Regions from separate parts of the Gossypium hirsutum genome. Here all the other regions are linked to region 1. The links are chromatin contacts, called in public Hi-C maps. All regions are on one chromosome and are shown on one strand. The core of a region is the stretch at or near the end of the contact, and the rest is flanking DNA. Distances in the headings are between cores, read along the strand shown.

Evidence for each region. A called contact is a pair of places that touch in the nucleus more often than the background predicts.
Region 2: a Hi-C map of leaf shows a contact between it and region 1, with 1.9 times the contacts expected there. The contact joins the promoter of LOC107917798 here to the promoter of LOC107904835 in region 1. A contact is called at or near these places in 2 of 34 Hi-C or Micro-C datasets (callus and leaf).
Region 3: a contact with region 1 is called in a Hi-C map of leaf, with 2.3 times the contacts expected there. The contact joins the promoter of LOC107917779 here to the promoter of LOC107904835 in region 1. A contact is called at or near these places in 3 of 34 Hi-C or Micro-C datasets (all in leaf).

The regions. Positions count from the first base shown.
Region 1 is chrA08:31,389,552-31,394,243 of Gossypium_hirsutum_v2.1, reverse strand. It overlaps LOC107904835 (protein OS-9 homolog), which reads left to right and starts at 2,745. Exons shown (of 8, transcript XM_016831371.2): 1 at 2,745-3,015; 2 at 4,092-4,168. The coding sequence starts at 2,931.
Region 2 is chrA08:32,189,218-32,193,909 of Gossypium_hirsutum_v2.1, reverse strand. It overlaps LOC107917798 (carbon catabolite repressor protein 4 homolog 6), which reads left to right and starts at 2,595. Exons shown (of 15, transcript XM_016847114.2): 1 at 2,595-2,806; 2 at 2,892-3,270; 3 at 3,508-3,671; 4 at 4,183-4,248; 5 at 4,413-4,465. The coding sequence starts at 2,720.
Region 3 is chrA08:31,951,759-31,956,450 of Gossypium_hirsutum_v2.1, reverse strand. LOC107917779 (protein S-acyltransferase 24) reads left to right here and starts at 2,231. Exons shown (of 13, transcript XM_016847089.2): 1 at 2,231-2,969; 2 at 3,235-3,375; 3 at 4,039-4,151; 4 at 4,377-4,456; 5 at 4,597-4,692. The coding sequence starts at 2,670.

The sequences.
Region 1 (4,692 bases), core at 1,496-3,995:
CAGAAGGTCCACAATTGTCTCGAATGACTTGTGTAACCTCAACATACATAACAATACAAATGGGCCCACAGCCCATTATGCAGCCCATGTGGGCCCACACGCCCGTGTGGCCCACTTAGCCTAAAAATGACCACGGCCATGTGAACTACATAGCCCAGTCCAGTATTTGCCACATAACGTGAATCTATCCGTGTGGGGCCCACAAGCCCATTAGGCCCACACGACCCATTTCGGCCCATCGAGGCCCATAATAGCCTAAGCCCATGAGAACGCTCAAGGTGGCCTCTACAATATTATGCCCATGATTCATGGGCTCGGTTATCACATGTGCGTTCGCACATCCATGTGGCAAAAAAGCCATTCTTTTAGTTTTTTTGGCTTTTCGGCTTTTGCCGTTCTACAGTCTATTCAGTGTGTGAATACACACCTATTTGCGAAAAGAGTGCAGTTCCCTCGAACACCAACCTATATTCAACTATATCCCTAACGTCAGTCCTTTAACAAATGGGTAATTAACCTTTTAATAAAACCTATCCTAATCATGGTACGACACTAACCTTGATCGAACACTTAAGGTTCCTCACCCCTTAGACGCCACCGAAGATCGATTACAGATTACTACAGATTGACAAAAAGAATTGTGAAACCGATTCTTGAGGGTGGAAACAATCAATTCACAATCCCCAACAAGATAGCCGCTAAGACGAGGCAGAACTAACGTCACCACTCCCCTAACAATGCCAATCAGAAAGAAAAGGTTAAAAGAGAACCATAGCTATGACCGAAGAGAAAAGAATGGAGAGAAACAACATCCAACGAAATAGTACTTACCACCCAGATCGACAGAGAGGAATAACAGAAAGAATTGGCTCCTAGAAGGTCAACGCAGGAGCACTGACGACTAGCTAGAATCTGATTGTACCAAAAGAAGGGAGAAGGAAAAAGAATGACTCAACCACCACAAACCAAAGCTGAATGAGATAAAGAGGAAAACAGTCAAGGTAATCGGGCTAGAGACTTCAACAATTAAGGGAGGGGGAATATGGAATCAAAATCGAAAGCATTGAGGGGGAGGACAACAGCAATCGGTCATGAAGAAAAGAAACAAGCAAATGAAGAAGAGGAGAACGGAAGTCAATAACTTTAAGAAAAAGGGGTTAGAAAGGGAGCATAAATCGCAAAGGCACAAAAGAGAGAAGACTCGAAAAGAAATAAGCATTATTCAGCCACAACAACAAAAAGGCCAAACCGAACACAACTAAATTCGGCATCCAAAAGCAAGAAGAGGAGCTAGGAATAAAATAAATACTCTTTTGTGCAAAGAGTGACTCAAACCCCTAACCTCTTTAAAAGCACAACATGCCACTACCACTACACCACAACTCTCTTTGTATCATATCTTACCTAATTTAATTAAAGGAGCCTACTTTCTAGAACCCAGAGCCCTATTCACTTAAAATTAAAAATTTTGCTAAAGCCCAAGTTTGAACCCAGGACTTCTCAAACACTCCCAAAGCACACAACCACTAAGCCACACACTCAATTGTGTCATTTTCTTGCAGAACTAAATACTTATGTGCACTCTCTTGGCTGTTCCCATGCTCAAGGCCTATTCCTTCTAGGCCCAAATTTGGGGAGTTACATTGGGAAATTTTCCCAACTTGGTCCAAAAAACTTTTTCTCCGCATTAGTTTCAGAATTAGGATTGTAAATGAACAGAACATTCAATGAACAATTCGATTTTTGTTCGTTTATGTTTGTTTATTAAGCTAAATAAATGAACATGAACAAGATTTTGAAGCTTGTTTATTAAACGAACTGAATACAAACAAAGCTTATTTAGTTTATTTATGTTCATGAACCAGCTCATTTAAAGTTCGTTTAATAAATCATTTAAAACTCGTTTATTGTTCCATTAGTATATATTAATAAAATTATCTTGGTTTGTATTTTTTTCATTTATAATATAATTATTAATATTAATATTTGACTATTTTATATCTAAATAATATATATGTGTGTATATGTTTATTTATCATTTGTTTGTTTATTTATTATTCATTAACATTGTTCGTAAACATGTTCAATTATATGTTCATAAAGATGCTCGTTTAATGTTCGTGAACATGTTCGATTAAGTTAAACGAACATATTTGTGAACATTAAACAAATGAACATGAACACATATAATTTTAAATAAACGAACATAAAAAAAATTAAAATTCTTAACGAACACAAATTGAACATGAACAAAACTTAAAAATAAACAAATGAACATAAACAAATGTTTGTTTGTTTAAGCTCGGTTCATTTTCAGCCCTACCCAAAATTTCGAAACTGAATTTGGTTTGCATTAGGGTATAACACTCTATATTGTGCCATATCATCACTTGAAAAATTAAATATATAAAATTTACATAAAAATTATTAATTTTTTTTAAAATTATAAAAATTGAAGTGATGATATAACATAATTTTAGAGTGCCATGTCATTATGCATTAATGAAATCCAAATTTAGGGACCAAATTAAAAAAAAACTGATAAGTTTAAAGATTAATGTGAACCAAAAAAGTTTAGAGATTAAAGTTAAAAAAATTACCAAGTTAAAGGACTAAAGGTTATATTATCCCTTAAAACACTTCACCTTGTATTATGAGATGGGATAATTTCCGGGCTTAGGTCCATAAACATGTTGAAGGCTTACGCTTTTAAACACAAACAAAACGAAGCCCATCTCCGCCACTGTCACAGCTTTGCATGACGTGGCTACATCTCATTGGCCAACCTGCGTAGACTTGAGTCATCTTCAACAGTACTGGATACATCTTTTTCCGTTTACCTATTCTTAGCAAGCACAAAACAAATTATTATTCAATATTTTTGTTTTTTTTTTAAAAAAGAGAAAAAGAAAAAAATAGTACAAGGCAATATGAGATTATTTGTTAGTTTGGTAGCAGTTTTATGTATCGTGTGCAGCAATGTCTTAGCCGATCAGATTTTCCCATCTCATGTAGGTAAGCCGATATTTCATAGTTTTTTCCCCTTTTGTGTTAATTAATCTTAATTTTGTGTGTGTGTTTTTAAATTGTGGATTTTCTTTGAGTTGAGCTCATGAGGTGGGCTTAAAATATCTATTCCCAGTGATTTTATTGTTTTAGATGAATGAATGTTTTCTATATTATTTATAAGACATACTACTTTTTTATTGTTAATTAGTAGTATATGGTTGTTCATAGGTTCCTCTTTTTTTCACAATTGGAGAACGATTTGTCCGTAAAAAAATTGATGACTAAGTCATTAGTAGTGCTTAAGCAGTGAAATTAGCACCAAAGGCAGGAAGGAGCTTTATTACAGCTACATCCCTTGTTGGTTAGAGAAGGGGGTTTTGTGGTTTTGGAATTTGATTCAGTTAGGTATTGTGATCAAATGGGAGATACCAGTGGTTCTTCGGTAGCCTAGAATTGATGCCTACTTTACTTCTAGGGCTTCTTGCAAGACAATATGATGAATATTTTTATGATCTGAGTAAAGTGGTTTCGGCATCAGTAGTGTTTTATACTTTTTCACAACTAGAAAGAGTTTGCAGTTGAATTTAGTTTTTTATTTGTGAATGCCAACTACTTTTGAAAGTGAGCATTTATTGATGAGAGCAAAGTTATGCTAGGTGCTGATTGTTTGATAAATTTGGATATTATGGATCATAGCTGACCTACATGGTGAACCACAAGTTGCTTATGTTCTTATACCTTTGTGGCTTTGGGTCAATTGAATGGTTATTGGTTCTTAAATAAAGATGGGTGAACTTTAGAAACAAATGAAACCGGAGAATGAAATAAAGAAGAAGAAAAAATAGAATGCGTGGTCTTCACTCACCACGAATGCCATTAGAAAGAGCTATTAATTGTTGCAACCAAGTCCATCTTTGTGCGTGATTCTATCATATACAGCGTTTCCATCTAACTATTGCAACTGATTCATTGGGAATGTCATAGTATTCTTTCTTTCTTTTTTAGTATTTAGAATATTGGTTCTACTGGGATCAAGTTTTTTTTGCTTTCTGATGCTTTTCTATTACTTAACTGATAAACAGCTAGCACACTTGGTCGAAGCTCCCGTGAACCAAAATACAAGATTGAGTTCCATTCTGAAGACTCTCCCTACCATCCCGTAAGTAAGACTAGAATTTTAAACAGTTTTTGCTCATCAAGCCTTGGTTTAAAGCATCATCTGGATGTTCACTTGGGCTTTATCATGTTGAACATCCAACCTAAAACCTACTGGCAATAGGTGGAGTGGTCCAATTTTAATATAAGACCATAGGGAACATAATCTTTAATGACTTAACCAACTATATTTTCACCACTGCATATTTCCTTGAGCAAGTAAAATTTATAAATGGTAATATGTAAAAATTCTGAAAATTATTTACATGTGTACTTCTTAATGTAAGCATGAACTTTTTTATTTTAAAGTTTTCTACGTAACATGCTCTTATTATTTACAGCTTATTAGTGGGTTCAAATAAACTAGTATACATTTTGTCTAGCAACATACTGTTTCATACTGTGTGTTCAAATGCTTAAGAAAGTTTGTATTTTGAAATTGGAGAGAGCACGTAATCTTGGCATGCAACTTGGTGCTGTTTCTATAAAAGAGGGTTATTAATGGTAATAAGACGAATGAAAATCTTG
Region 2 (4,692 bases), core at 1,346-3,845, 800 kb before region 1:
TTTATCGAATTTATGGTCTCGAAACCACTGTTCCGACTAGGCCTTATTTCGGGATGTTACACATACGCATGTAATAAAGTTCTAGTTATACGATAAAGATTTTGATTGATTTGGTGTCACCCATTATCAGGTCCCAAGTTAATTATTAAATTTCCAAAATGCCCTTATTTTAATAAAGTAATAAATCTTAATTTAATGTTATTTTAGTCTTTTAAAATAAAATCTAGAAAAAAAAAATCATGTTTACAATTCAATTTGAACTCAAAACGCTTAATGTGATCTCGGTCACATCATGTGTTTCAGCTAGAAGGACTCGAGTTTGGCTTAAATGCTAGGGACCCAAAGTTCAAATGAAATCCATCATTTGAGTTCTTTAATTGATATTTACATGTTTGTTGTTTTAATTTATCATGCATCATGTTTTTCATGTTTTAATTCGCAGCATGTATATGTCTATAGGTACATGGTCGACCACCAAAACACATCATATGGCCTTTCACATTCCAAAAGAATTCAAGGTCCCATCTACCATGCATAAAATAAGCGAGCAAAAGGTATCACTGTTGTAAGAAGTTAGGAAACGTCAAAGGAGATTGTTATAAACTGTAAAATAAAGGGGTTGTTGATAGTAACAAGGAAGATGTAGATGGTGCTAATTTGGTAGACGAAGGCAGGGATGATTTCTTGTTAGTGTCAACGAGCGATAACTCTGAGCTTACCTTCGGGTGGATCCTAGATTCAGGATGTTGTTTCCACATGAGTCCCCGAGAGAATATTTCTCCACATACAGTTCAGTTGAAGGTGGAGTTGTAATATCCCTAAACCGGGTCTAGTAGTTTTGGGTATATTTTTCGGGTTCTAAGTGTGAAACTAGAAATTTATAGGGTTTCTAAGGAATTTATAGGGTTTCCAGTGATTTTTAATTCAATTTAAGAGGTTAATTTTATCTAAATTCGATGAAACAATAATCCAAAAAATTTTAAAAAATATTTTCAAAAAATCAATTTTAAAGATTTTAAATAATTATTAGTGAAACTAATCAATTTTGGTTGAAAAGAATTTTAAAATAATTTTTATTAGGGGTAAATTGAGTAAAATTTAAATATTAATTAAATAGGATTTAATTGTAAAACAAAGGAAACTTTAAAGTATTTATATGGAAAATAAACCTTAAAATTAGAATTTTTGAGAGAAAATTTAGAGAGCTTTAAAATTCATTTTCTTTGCATGATTTTGAAGATCTATCATTAGAGAATAGATCCAACCAATTTCATTCTCAAAATGCTCTCTCAATTCACCCAAAATTATTCTCAAAAGTAGCAAAAAATATTCTGAAATTTATCAAGTTTCTTGAATCAAGATTTTCAATCAATGAATTTATAGCGAATCAAAGGTAATCTTCAATCCTAAACTTGTTTTTATGTGATTAGAAACATTTTTACATGATTTGAGAGTCAATTAAATGATTTTTATCAATGTCATCTTCTTACAAGAACACATGGTTCTTTAATAGTAGATCTTGAATTTTGAGAGGAAATCCACAAATCAATGGATGTTCCAACTCAAAATTATTTTTGGGATGTTACAGGAGTAATGAATCTCTTAACTGGAATAATCAACTATCATCGTTTATGAAGAAGAAATAACTAAAATACTTCAATAATATAAAAGAAATCTTGGATCGAAATCGATTCAAAGAAAAATAAAAAACAATGAGTTTATGAAAACTGAAAGAAAACTAAGTTTAATCTTACTCCTAATCTACGAGGGTTTTTGAATGCGTTTAAGTCGACTTAATTACATCAAACCCCTAAGATCTTTTTTACAGGAGTGTTGGTAGCTAGAATTAGGTTTTTGGCATGTCCTAGGTCTTCATATAAAGTTGGTTGTGTAGACGATAATAACCCCGAAAGACTTGGTGGAGATTGTTAGAGTTATGTGACCCAAATTCCTATTAAATAAGAAATTGCTCTTAAGTAAGTTAAACAAAGTATATTTTCTTTTTAGAAGATTAAGCTCTTTTACAACCTTTTTTGGAGAATTTTGTGTTAACATTTTGAGGGTTCTTTATTTTTGAGTTTTGGGATTTAGTTATCTCCATCTTTTATACTATTCGTTCTTTTATCATTATAGTAAAATTATCTTTACCTGTGATTTTTTATTTACTTTTGAGAGATTTTCCACGTTAAATTTGTATGTTCAAATTCTCAATTTCTTTCGCTATTTTTACTTATTCGTTCTTTAATTGAGTCGATCCCCAATACCCACCAATAATGATAGATCAATGCCTCCAACTCTTTAAAAAAAATACCCGTTTATAAAAAAATGCCAGGGAGTAAAAAACAAGGCATTAACTATTTTAAAATATATGCATTAAGTAACTTTTTCCTCATATTATTATACAATTAACAAAAAGGAGCTTAATATAACATATTTACTTATTTAAAATTCATTTTCCTCATAATTTGAACTAATTTTTATTTTAATATTAAATATATTTTAAATATTATTAATTAATTTCTAATTTTAAATATTATTAATTAATTTCTAATCATATATTTTTATTATTTATCGAATATTATTGTGAAACATAAATTATGTCCTAAATGTTTTGCATGCTAGAGTTTCTAGTAATTTGCACGATTGATATTATTATTATTATTAGTTGATTCCAGCCGCTTACCGCTCTGGTTCCACTTCACTGAAACAGTTTCTTTCGATGCGGCGTTGTCCTCATCTACTGCTCAAATTCCTTGCCGCCACTGCTACAGCCGACACCACCGCCATGTTCTCTTACCAACGTCCCGTACTTCATCTCCTCTCAAACACATTGCCCTGTGTATTATATTTCCATCTATGTGCGCTAACATTCAAATTTCTAACTGTAACAGCATCGAGGCGGTCGAAATCAATGGGGCAGAAGCTTCTCCGACCGAACCAACAGCGGCGGAAGAGGCCATCTACTTACAGGGGATTCGAACTTGGACTCTGTTGGAGAAGCGAACTTAGGTTTCCGTCGAGGAAATTTCTCCAACCAAAACTCCTTTCAGTCTCAGCAGTTCGGTTATAACCCTAGGCCTTCATCTCCTTACAACCAAAACCAACAGTTTTTTCGCCAACCTCCTCCGGCTCGTCCGTACAACCGTTGTCAACCGCCACGTCATCCATTTGGTCAAAATCCTGCGCCTAAGCCTTTCCGTCCCCGCAATTCCAAGCCCTGGGATTACCGGGAATGGAAGTACGCAGGAACTCCGCCGCCTCCGCGTTCTGGTAATTAATATCAGTATGCTTAATCTCTGTTTTCCATCGCTTCTGTTTCTTCAAAGAGAAAAAAAAAACTTTTAAAAAGAAAATATCGTGAATTTGTTCCTTTTCTCTGTAAAAGAAATTTAGCAAAATTTTGAAGCAGACAAGCAAATAGCAGAGAGTAAGTAGTAACAGCAGAAACCAAATTGAAAGATAGCTTATTTAGTTGTTTTGATTAATTTTTATATATATCATTTGCAGATAAGTTTGTTGTCCTTTCATATAATGTATTGGCGGATTACCTTGCTAGTACCCATCGGAATCTTTACTTCCATATACCTTTCCATATGATGAATTGGGAGTGGAGGATGAGGAATTTAATGTTTGAGATCAGTTTATGGTCAGCTGATATTTTGTGCTTTCAGGTTATCCTTTATCCCTCTTCTATGTTTCAGAACTGTAATCAAGTTTGACATATGCGAACAAAATATGGAGGCCTGTAATTTGATTCCATTTTTATCTTGAAAATTATTGATTTGCTAGAAGCTTGCTCTATCTATAATTAGTATAATAAATAGGTTGTAAGTCCAGTCCTTAGCCTCTCATTAAAAGGTTTTTGTTTTTGTTCTCTTACATCCGTTTAGTTTCTGCATACCGCCACCAGCATTGATAAATTTTTGAGGCTTTTGAAAAATAGATGAGCAGTAAATGAGTGTTTCCATTAGCGACTTAATTATGGACTATAATTACTCCTATTCTCATGGTAAAAGCAATGTTATAGGGTGTGCTAGGGTTTATAGTCTTGCTAACTTGGCCGGGAGTGTCTTTATTTACTTATTTTTAAGTGTGACTGCTTGTTCCTCTTTTGGCGGGTAGCTAATGGGGTGTATTATCGTTTAATATGAAATGTTATGTTTCCTTTTACTATGTTTTCAGGAGGTTGATAGATTTCATGACATGGAGGAGCAGTTGAATTCCATGGGATATAATGGCATTTGGAAGGTTTGCTATGTCATGATTTTTAGAGATAAAAATTCTATCCTAACTGTGACTTCTGTCTTCCGTTTGTATTCAACACAGAAATGGCATGCTTTTACTTGATGTGCATCCAAACAACCTTGCCCTGGAGAGCAGAAATCTGACTTATTTATTGGGCCATTTTGCAGATGCGAACTGGGAGAGCAATTGATGGTTGTGCAATCTTTTGGCGAACATCAAGGTCATTATACCTTCACATTTTATTAGTCTATAGTGGTGTGAGGTCTAATTTGTTGACTGGTGATTTGGTCCTTTATTTTATTTACTGCATGAATCTTATCAATTATCATCTTAAACAGGAGGTCAGCTGTTTGTTTTATTGCTGTTGTTACGCATTTTGTCATTTTCAAGATCCACGCTACATAATACTTGCTTTATTAATGTGCCTTGCAGTTGATTGCTTTCCAC
Region 3 (4,692 bases), core at 982-3,481, 560 kb before region 1:
TTCATATGTCTTTCCTATCATAATATAGACCATGCAATAATATTAAAATAAATTTTCTTTCCAACTCGGGTTTGTGGTCCTGAAACCAATGTTCCGATTTCATTGAAAACGGGCTGTTACAAGGGTTGTTACAAAGGATGGCAACTACCCTATTCAAAGTATTATTTCTTCTACTGATTTTTGTGTTTTAGGGTAATAAAAATGTTCAAACTGATCATTGGAAGAATTCGATTAAATGTATGTTTTATTCTTCCTTTGTACTATGATTTGATGAATGTTTGATTACTTTAATTTTATTTTTCAGACTTGTAATAGGATTCTAACAATAAGTTGTGTTACCACACCTTTAAAGATCTTACTAAGGCATAAATCTATTTGTCATAGGTGGAGTAATTGGCCTTCCCTCTTGCATTAAAATGGCTCCAACACCAACATTGAAGCATTGCATTTTACCTTAGAAGTGTTATTAAAATATGGAAGTTTAAGAATAGGTGCACCACAATACTTATCTTTCAAATTTTAAAAGGCCTTCTCTTGCTTGTTGTCCTACTTAAATCCTATATTCTTTTTTACGATTTTGATTTGTAGGGCAATAAGTGTGTAGAAATATTTCACAAAATGTTTATACAAATTAGCAAGTCTATAGTCAAAATTAGATTTAGGAGTAGACCATACTTGAATGATTCTCACCTTTTCTTTATCAAATTCAATCCCTTTTGCACTAAATATAAATCTTAGAAAGATCAACTTGTCTATGAAAAATTATGCTTCTCAATGTTAGAATAAAAGTTGTTCCTAACAAAAACAATTCAAAACTAATCTAACATTCTTAACATGGTCATTAATTATGCACTATAGATTAAAATTTCATGAAAGTAAACAACAACAAATTTTCCTAAATATTGTCTCAAAATGTGATTCATCACTCTCATGAAAACACTAGGTGCATTAGTTAAACCAAAAGGCATTACCAACCACTCATGAAGTCTATATTTGTTTTAAAATGCTTGTTCTATTTATCATCACCTTTCATTAGAATTTGATGATAACTCCTTTTGAGATAAATTTTAATTAAGATGGATGCACCATGTGATTTATCAAACATATCGTCAAGTCTAGGAATTGGATGCTTATATTTAATGGTAACACTATTAATAACTCTACAATCAACATACATTCTAAAACTACCAACTTTAGGCACTAAAATTATCGAAACCATGCAAAGACTAAGGGATTCTTGAACATGTCCCTTTTTTTACAATTCTTGCACTTACATTTGCAACTCCATATATTTAGGATTACTCTGATAAGCTAGTCAATTAAAAATTATAAAACTCGACATAAAGTTGGTTTAATACTCAATGCCTAAAAAAATTGGTAAACTTGTAGGCATCTCATTTGGAAAACATCTTCAAATTTGTACAAACGAGAAATAAACATAGTAGGCAATTCTTATCAAGGTTGGATGAACATAGTAGGCAAATTTTGTCAAGGTCAAACCAACCTAATGTTGAACTCGAATCAACCAAGAAACTACTGCCAAGAGTCCCAAGGGACCCACCGCATCAGTGATGCACAAAATGCCAAGTCTTAGATAGTCTATCCTTTCATCATCATCTCGGATTCCAATTTTAAAAACACTGTCACTATACTTTATCATGATAAGGCCCTTTGAGAATAGTTCCCAATAGGTCTATTGGGTGGTACCCTTACCTTATCAAATCTCATATATACACTAGAAAATAACTATAGATTGAAAATTAAAAACTAAAAACTAAAACTGCAATTGCTTTCAGAAAAAGGTTGAATGGACAAAACAAAAATCCACGAAAGTGTAGAGAAAAATCATGATAATGTCGACTAAGAATAAGAAAAATTAAAATAGAAGGTGTGACTAGAGACAACACCAAAATTGACCCCACTTTTGATAAAAGAAAATTTGATTTAAAAAAGTTAAATAACTAAAATATTATAAGAAGAATTTTGTTATTGACGTTGGAGAAGGTTTTATTTATTTTTAATAAATCCCTTCTTGTAATAAAACTTTGCAAAGCCCGTCTCCATGTGTTAGATGATTTGGATGGTAGGTTTTTCTGTAAAAATAATTTTCAAGAAAATAACTTTTTAATATTTTATATGAAAATAAAGGTTTTTAAAAAATATAACGCTAAGTGGATTAAAAATAGTAGGAGTATAAATATAAATAAGAAATACAAAGTTGCGTTGATGAAAAATGAATAAAATAAGAAATAAATACAAGTTGACAAAAGGAAAGGGATATGCTGAATGATGTAAATAGGTAAAGTTGACGGGGTCAATGAGCAAACATTAGAAAGAAAAGAGAGAAACAATCGGCAATGGATCTTCCTTCTCTTTTCTCTGAAATTGACTTTCATTCCTACGGATAATCGCTTTGGCTTTCGATTGGTTTCGGCCTCTTTAGTCAAAACGCAAAGGACGCCAAAGCGCAACCACATTCCTCCCCCCCTTCCCCTTCCCCTTCTTTCCTCGAAAAACCCTAACCGGCCCCACCATTTTTCATTTTTTTTCCAATTTAAGAGAAAACTAAAAAAAAATATTCAGAAACAAAGTCAACCGGAGATAATTGAAAAGGAGATTTCGATTTTTCCTTCGTAGGACTGTTTTGGTTGTTGGGTTTTTTTGGAGAGATGTCGTCGGAGATCGAGGTTGTTGAAGACGTTCAACCCTTGAAGCAATTGGATGGCGTTCTGGCGAATGGAAATGGATATTATGGGGGAGGGAACAATGGGGTTGTTGGTGGTTTCGTTGATGATGAGAGCTTGAGGAATGATGTCTACACGGTTGCTGCTTATGGGGATTTGGAGAAGCTCCAAAGGTTGGTTGAGTACGAGGGTCGCTCTCTTTCCGAGCCTGATGGCCTTGGTTACTATGCCCTCCAATGGGCTGCTTTGAATAATAGAACAGCTGCTGCTCAGTACATCATCGAGGTCTTTTATCCTTCTTTTTATGGTTTTTTGATGGATTTTCTGAATTGCCTTTTATTGTCAGAGTTTGGAGTTGATTTTATTTATTAGTCAACTGGGTTTATGGATTCCGTATCTTTAAAAAGTTTGCTTGATCAGGCTTTTAATGGGTTTACTGAAATGGTTTTTGGGAATCCATTCTTTTAAGCTGTTTCATGTTGGTATTGAAGTTTTCATTGGATTAAATTCGGTTGAAGTGACTGGTTTTTGGGTTTTCTTTATTTGCTAGCATGGTGGAGATATACATGCTGCAGATCACAACGGGCAGACAGCCTTGCATTGGAGTGCAGTCCGAGGTGCGATACAAGTTGCTGATATTTTACTCCAAGAGGGTGCTCGGGTGCATGCTGCTGACATCTATGGCTACCAGGTGAAATTATATGGTTCTTCTCAAATGGATTTGGGAATGTGATCAGTGATGTAAATAAATGTCTAAACAGTGCTAGCTGTTTTAGACATTCTTCTCTGCTTGAAGTTGGTTTTATACCAGCATAAGCATCATTTATATGTGTTTTAGGAGCAGTAGAACTCAGCAGTATATGGTTTTCATTACATCATATTGATCTTTTGAGGCTTAAAGAATATATATTTTTGCTATGCATTTTAGTCAAGACTGTTGCTGCAGATGATATTTGTTCCCTTTCTCTCCTAGTTTAGGACCTCAAAAAATGTTGAAGTACTATGCATTCTTGTTTACTCTGGCTTGCTAACCTATTAAATCCCCCTTATATTTCCTCTCTAATATTTCTCCTTTTAGTATCGTCTCTATCATATTCTAATTTATGCAGCTGTTCTTTACTGCTGTTGGTGATACACTTTCTTTTCCCTTTTCTTGTAATTGTGTTTTTTTTTTCTTGGTCTTGAAGTTTATAACGCAAGTGTGGGCTTATGCTTCTTAAGTTGATGCACAAACTTATGCTTTCATTTTTTCTGTTTACAATTTGATTGTGGGATGATAACGTTATACATGTACTTATTGCTTTCACTCCAACCTCCAGATGGATGCACGTTTATTTAATGTAATTTGATGCAGGTAACACATGTTGCCACCCAGTATGGTCAGACTGCTTTCCTGTATCATATTGTTTCAAAATGGAATGCTGACCCTGATATTCCAGATTATAGTGGGCGAAGTCCTTTGCACTGGTAAGAGGAAGTTCATTTACCTTGCTCTTTATTCACTTGAATGGTCCAAGATATGTCTGCATAATGTGAAGTCAGATCTGTTATATTTATTTCTTTGCACTGCTTAAGTATTGTAACTATTTTGTTCATTTCTTTCCTACAAATTGCTTGATTGCATAATGCAGTTTTACAAGAATCAGATCTGTTATATTTATTCTAACTTCCTTGCAATATGCATAATTCTAGGGCCGCTTATAAAGGTTTTGCCGATTGCATACGTCTTCTTTTATTTCTAGATGCAGATAGAGGGCGTCAGGACAAAGAGGGTAATTTTCTTATCCTTAGGTTTAAAGTGCCATTTCTATGTAATTTCATCTGTTAATCTAGTATAGACAATATGTACCTGTGAAATATTTAATTGCATGCATAATTTTGCTTGACTAACCATGCTTCATCTTTTAATCAGGTTGCACTCCTCTCCATTGGGCAGCTATTAAGGGTAATCTAGAAGCTTGCACTGTCTTAGTACAAGCTGGCAAGAAGGAGGACTTGATGATCACTG